Regions from separate parts of the Gossypium hirsutum genome. Here region 1 is linked to region 2. The links are chromatin contacts, called in public Hi-C maps. All regions are on one chromosome and are shown on one strand. The core of a region is the stretch at or near the end of the contact, and the rest is flanking DNA. Distances in the headings are between cores, read along the strand shown. Region 1 holds the start of LOC107903817 (ethylene-responsive transcription factor ERF070). Region 2 holds the start of LOC107948484 (NAC domain-containing protein 21/22).

What was found. Hi-C and Micro-C count contacts between places; a contact is called where the count stands out from the background.
Region 1: a Hi-C map of petal shows a contact between it and region 2, with 3 times the contacts expected there. The contact joins the promoter of LOC107903817 here to the promoter of LOC107948484 in region 2. A contact is called at or near these places in 2 of 34 Hi-C or Micro-C datasets (leaf and petal).

What each region holds. Positions count from the first base shown.
Region 1 is chrD05:53,409,346-53,412,763 of Gossypium_hirsutum_v2.1, reverse strand. It overlaps LOC107903817 (ethylene-responsive transcription factor ERF070), which reads left to right and starts at 1,660. Exons shown (of 4, transcript XM_041092162.1): 1 at 1,660-2,518; 2 at 2,622-2,660. The coding sequence starts at 1,840. The coding sequence ends at 2,268.
Region 2 is chrD05:53,101,417-53,104,792 of Gossypium_hirsutum_v2.1, reverse strand. LOC107948484 (NAC domain-containing protein 21/22) reads right to left here and starts at 1,353. Exons shown (of 6, transcript XM_016883048.2): 1 at 983-1,353. The coding sequence starts at 1,151.

The sequences.
Region 1 (3,418 bases), core at 411-2,910, 310 kb before region 2:
CTCTGCATAGCTCTGTTTGGTTTTGCTTTGTTCTGTCCTATTCTGCTCTGCTCTGTTCTGTTTGTTCTGCTTTGTCCTGTTCTAGTTGGGTTGTGTTGTTCTATTATATTACACTTGCTATTAGATTCGCTGTGTTTATTCTGATTTATATACTATGTTTTGTTAACTATAATTGATGTTGGTTATACACTGGGCTTTATAGCTCACCTTTTGTTTTGTCTTTGTGTGTTCAAGTAAGTCTCTAACTTTGGACCGGATGGTGTGTGGGAGCTAGGATTGTTTTGCAATAATGTAAAAAAAATTTTGGTCTTTTGAGTTTGTAATCTATTTCTGAGCTCGTATTAGTTTTTGCTAAATTCATCAGTAGTTGATAATTTCTAACACTAAACTACAAAATCACTCAAGTCGACAAAATGAATTTTGATTCTCAACGTGAAACTTTGAAAAGAGTTTTCACCACGAATCAAGTAAAGTTTTGAATATTTTCTGAATAATTACTGAAATCAATTTTCAATACGTTGGTGCAACCCGTCCAGATTTGGCTTGAACTCCTATGCTAGGTTTGGGGTGTTACATTTACCAGAATATCTAACAATTTACCAAATTTTCTATCATTTTACCAATATTTTCTAAGATTTTACTAATATTTCCAAATTTTCTAAATTCTACATCAAGTCTTAACAATTACCAAAATTTCTATGACTTTACCAATATTTCTAAGAACTTACCAATATATATCTAACGATTTATCAAAATTTTTATCTTTTTATCAATATTTATGAGACTTCACCAATATTTTCAAATTTTCTAAACACCATGTGAAGTCTTAACAAATACCAAAATTTCTATGACTTTACCAAAATATCTAATGATTTACCAAAATTTCTAAGGACTTACCAATAAATCTAACAATTTACCAATATTTCTGAGAATTTACCAAAATATCTAACAATATATCAAAATTTCCATCGATTTACCAATATTTTTGAAACTTTACCAATATTTCTATGAATTTACCAAAATATTTGGCGATTTACAAATATATCTAACAGTTTATCAAAATTTATAAGGATTTACCGATATGTCTAACAAATTATCAAAATTTTTAAGGTTTTACCGAAACATCTAATGATTTACCAAAATTTTTAATGTTTCACAAAAATATCTAACGATTTACCAAAATTTCTAAAATTTTACAAATACTTCCAGATTTTCTAAACCTTATACCAAATCTTAACAAGTACCAAAATTTCTCTAACTTTACCAAAATATCCAATGACTTATCAATATATCTAAAGATTTACCAATATTTCTAAGGATTTATCAACATATTTGAAGATTTTACTAATATTTTCAAAATTTCTAATGGTATACCAAATCTTAACAATTATCAATATTTCTAATGATTTTATCATAATTTGTATGAATTTACCCATATTTTTTTGGATTTACCAAATTATCTAAGATTTTATCAATATTTCTATCAATTTATCAATTTTTATATGAACTTACTAAAATATCTAACATTTTACCAAAATAATTAATTTATCAAAATACCTAAAACTTTTTTATTTTTATTTTTATTTTTATTTTTATTATCAATATAACCAAACCTCAAACATTGTATCAAAATTCTTAAAATCTCTATTTTAACCGGTAACCTATAAGCATTTTGTAAACTTTTTATGTAGGAGCGTACTGGTGGAAGTGCCGGAATGGCACGCTGCACGGTTTAATTCAAAAGAATATTCCAACACAAAAAATAAATTTAAATATGAACCAAATAATTTCACCTTCTTTCTCATTTAAAAAATTATAAAAAAAAACAACCCTAAAATTATGTCGCCGCCGCAGCCGAACGGAAAACCCCAACAACCGATTTCCCGGCGAATTGTCCGAATTACCGTTACCGACGCCGACGCTACCGACTCTTCCAGCGACGAAGAAGCGGCCTCTCCGAAGAAAATCCAAAAGCGACCGAAGAAAAAGCTTGTCAACGAAATCACTATCGGAGTTTCGACAAAAGAGAACGACGTAATAGCTGGGTCGAGCCAGAGCAAGGTGAAGAGGTACCGAGGGGTTAGACAAAGGCCGTGGGGGAGATGGGCGGCGGAGATTAGGGACGGAAGGAGGATGAGGCTTTGGCTGGGGACTTTCGATACGGCGGAAGAAGCTGCCGTTGCTTATGATCAAGCGGCGGTTAAGCTGCGTGGACCTAACGCTCCTACTAACTTTAAGTTGCTTGATTGCAACGCTGTTCAGTCCTGAATTTTCTGTAAATGTTAACCTTCTTTATCCCCTTTTGCCCTTTGGTGTTCTCGATGTTTATGTTATTAGGGCTTTTTAGTTTTTGTATCTTTGACTTTATGCATGTAATAACCTGCGAACATTTGTTCCTCTTGTTTTCTCCTTCATCGGATCATGATATTGTACATCTTTTTTAACACCATTTCCTACTTTGTAAACTAGAACTAACGATTTTTGTTAACTAAATTTGAAGAAGCGTTCAAAGTTCAAGGTAATTTCACCATCCTTTCTCCTCTTGTAAACCTTAAAAATGGTGTCAGAAATTGAACTGCCACGAGCAACGCGATTATTTCATATTTTGTTTTTTTTTTCAGGTGGAAGAATGTAAAGCAAAGAAAACCAATCTGCTAAAGGTACATATGTCCTTGCTTTGACTTGGTTTTTGTTTCTTTGAAATTTTCTTTACCATTTTTGTTTTTATGTTCTTTTATGTTACTTTGAGTTCTTGGAGGTAGCCATCACGTCAGTTGTTTTCTTGTACATATTTTGACTCTTGTTATTGGAAATTTTTATTCTATCACCGATCAATTTGTGTTAAATTTCTAAAGTCGGTAGATTTTTAAGGATTTTTTTGTCTTCTAATATAGAAGTGAATGAATAGTTATTGATTTGTAAATGAGTGAAAGTTGAAGCAATTGGGATTCTTAGTACTTATCAAATATAGATGTTTAAGTTAATTATGCACTTTCCCCATTACTGATAGAGTACAGCGAATGTTTTTGAAATTTAGACCAGAAGTAATTTTATAGGATATAAAATGGTTAAATTTCAAAGCAAGAAGCTCAATTCGTCGAGTGGATCTATGGATGGAGTTTATGTGAATGTGATGTTTGTAACTTGTGTTCTCATTATTGGTTAAGGTGCTTTTGAAAGGAGCAGGAATGCCAAAGTGGTAGTACAAAGGGCACGGCATCCTCACCTGAGTAAATATACCAATTCTGCTGTTTCCTGACACCTTATGTCTTCATTTCTTCCAAAAGTTTGGTTATGTTCATCGATGATTGAGTATTGTTGGTTAATAATGTCTTGAGATGTTGTGCAATGTTTTTGTAATGTTTTTTGTTTATTTAGATTTCTCTTGGGTGCAGTATGCCCACATTGATCATATCAG
Region 2 (3,376 bases), core at 104-2,603:
TACTAATTAAATTTTTTTTACATTTTTCTTAAGAGTAATTAGTTGAAAAGTAGTGGTAATTCTCGGAGTCCATTAATATTCTTTGACAATTTTGTACCCCAAAAAAAGAAAAAGAAAAAGAGATATTCATGATAATAGTAAATATATTTTCATAATATCTATATCAACTTCATTGCTATAATCAAGAAAGACGTTTTATTTAATTTCGTTAAGAACTATGTCTGAATGTAGACATTTTCCCACCACAAAATGGAAAACTGAAACATATCCTTGATTCGCCTGTCACTCAAATATATATATATATAAATTCTCTCTTATGAGATTCATATCTAATATTATATTGGACACAAATTTAAATATTGACATGAAATATGGTCTCTTAAATATGTTAAGAATTGGAAAAAAGAATCAATTATATTTGTATCAGTCATGGAATGCAAAAACTGAAACTATTCTTGTAAAACCCGTGAAGAATTAGATTGAAAGAAATTTGATGGATGCATGCCTATATTTCATGCTCAAAGACTATCTTCACTAAATTTAGAAACAAAAAACATATGGGTAAATTACACCATTCATCATTAAATTATAAATAAGTTTTTGTTTTATCATTGAATTATTCGAAAATTTTTATTTAAGTTATTGGGTGGTTAAGTTTTTTTTCTTTTAAAGTTTTGCCAACGAGCTCCAAACAATGATTTGCTGATCAGTGAGGTGGATCAGTAGAACATACTTTAAATTCAAGTTGATCTGACGGTCAGTGTTGAAGATCAAAGAAAAAAGCTTTGGTTCACAGATTTGTGATGTCTAAAGTTATTTTATGAAAAACAAAACTGAATTGTAAAAGAGAATGAGAGAAAGGGCTTTCGACTGGTGCAAACACTGCGAATAGAGAAAAGCATAAATCATTGATTTTAACAGCCCATGACTAATGGTGTAGTTTACCCAGCATAATTAAATCGTATGATAAATATGATCATACCAGGAATATCCCAGGGCTCGCACTTATTGAGATCAACTTCAATCATGAGTTGGAAGGTATCAGTTAAAGCCACCTTCCTCATCAAATAATCACAAACAAGCTCTTCATCTCTAGGATGGAACCTGAACCCTGCTGGCAACTTGGCTTCTACCAACCTTATGTTACTCATATTTTTAAAGCTTCAATAGAGGCAAACACAGAAAGAAAATTGGCTTTGCAAAAATGAGGTATTTGAGATAAGGAGAAGGCAGGGAAGAAGGGGGAAGCCTTAGGAGAATAAATAAACAAGTTAAGTCAAATGGGTAAAATGGATACAAAGGCTTAGGTGTTAATTATTTGGATGATTTCAGACCTCAGCTATCATCAGCAATTTGGCAATTGTTGCCAACCTACTGGCTTTTGTATATATATGCATATGCTTCTAAATTGTAATTATACAAAACCCTCTTTCGTCATTGTGTCCTTTTCATTCCTTTAAAATTCTAAAGGAAAACGAGAACCTCTCATGATAAAGTTGGCCCATACAACCAAATTAAATGGGGAAAAAATTTATGCTGGCCTCATCAAATCCAATAATTTACATTTTGTTTTACCCATACCTTTCTAATTGTGAACTCAATTTTTAACTCCTATAAAGTGATAGTTTCTTCAATATTTTTTTTAATTATGATAAAAATTATAATGAGAATTCTTAAAATTAGATATTTATAAAAATCACAACACCCACCTTTTTTTTTTCATTTTACTATGCTATTACAAGTAAAGGGTAAAAAAAATCCTACAACCCATATTTCAATTAATTCTCAATACTACCAATCAATTGCCATACACTAAAAATCCTACAACGAAAATACATATACATTTTATTTTTCATTTATTCTGACGATAGTCATCACTTGTATTTATATATATAAATTCTTTTAAACAATATTTATTACTTTTTTCTATTATTAAATCCTTGAAATAATAAATTTTAAATTATTATACTTCTTGATATTATACCCTTTGAAGTGGGTATCTTTTCATATTCAACTAGTATCTTATATTCTTTTAACTAGTTTATATACACTTGTATAATGTATAAGTTGATAGTGTGTATTATTTAAAATTTAAATAATTAAAAGTTTTATCGTATGATATTATTATAGTTTTCAAAATATGGAAAATATTGTCTCTTCTTTTCATATAAGTAATTTATTGTGTGATTACAACAATAAATTTTATTGATATATATAAGGTGAATTACAATAACAAAACAAAACTCAAACAATAAATGCAACTGGTACAGCTCAAACTTAGGCCACACTTGGGACGACCATCACATAAGATTTGATGTGTTACATATTTGAGTTAATTTGAAGTAGTAAAAAATGATAAATTCGATTATTTATTTTGATAGCATGAAAAATTTAAAATAATAGTAAATGAATGAATAATGAAGTAATTAAATAGAGGAGTATTCATAAATATTAGAAAAACTTATGGTAAATATTGTATGGGATAAGTAAATATATGGCATTAAATAGGCAAATAACTGTTTTGTGAAAAATTATTAGATTGACCCTTTGGATCACATAGGATATGGGTCGAACCAATAAAATTAAAACATGTCCATATTTTTGCAATCTTAATGACTAATTCTTCTAATCCTTTTGTAACTCCGACACAAAGTAAAGGACGAAAAAATTCACAATCATTGGAGCATATTGTCGGCACACATAGTAGTCATTGAATTATCTAATCTAAACCTTTAAAAAAAATAACCGCGAATGTATTGGATCCATGAATCAACCAACGGAGAGTGATGAGAGAATTCCATTTTCTAGGTCGTGAAAGCATAGAAAGCTGACAGATCAATTGGGTCCTTGGATCGATCTACGATAGTTTTAAGGGGTAATGTCTTTTGACATTCTCCCTCTTGTCTCGTTTCTTTGTCGATTTTCATTTCCTTTCTTTTACCTTCACACTGGATAGCCAATATCTTGACAGTAAGTAATCAAAGTTACTCTTCTTTGAGTTTTCAATTGAAAATATTTTTATCATTTTCACTTCAATTGCAAATGTCAAGATAGAAGCTTCTTTAAATCTTTTTGTCGAATGCTACGTACATAGTTGACTATTCATATTTGGGTGGTTCATCGTTTTGTTTGGACCTCCCAGTATAATGCTTTGTTTTCTGAGCTCCTAATTTCATTCTTTCTATTGTTTGCATTGTAAATTTTTTTTGGGGAAAATTATTATCTAAAAGCTGGTGTTTATCTGATGGAAAAGGCTAATAGATCTGTTTTTTTTTTTAAATTTTGTTTCAATGAACAACACCATAATCGTTGACGGGTGTATTTTATAAGAATAAAGTGAAAGAGAGAAACATGATTATGATTTTAAAGCAACATT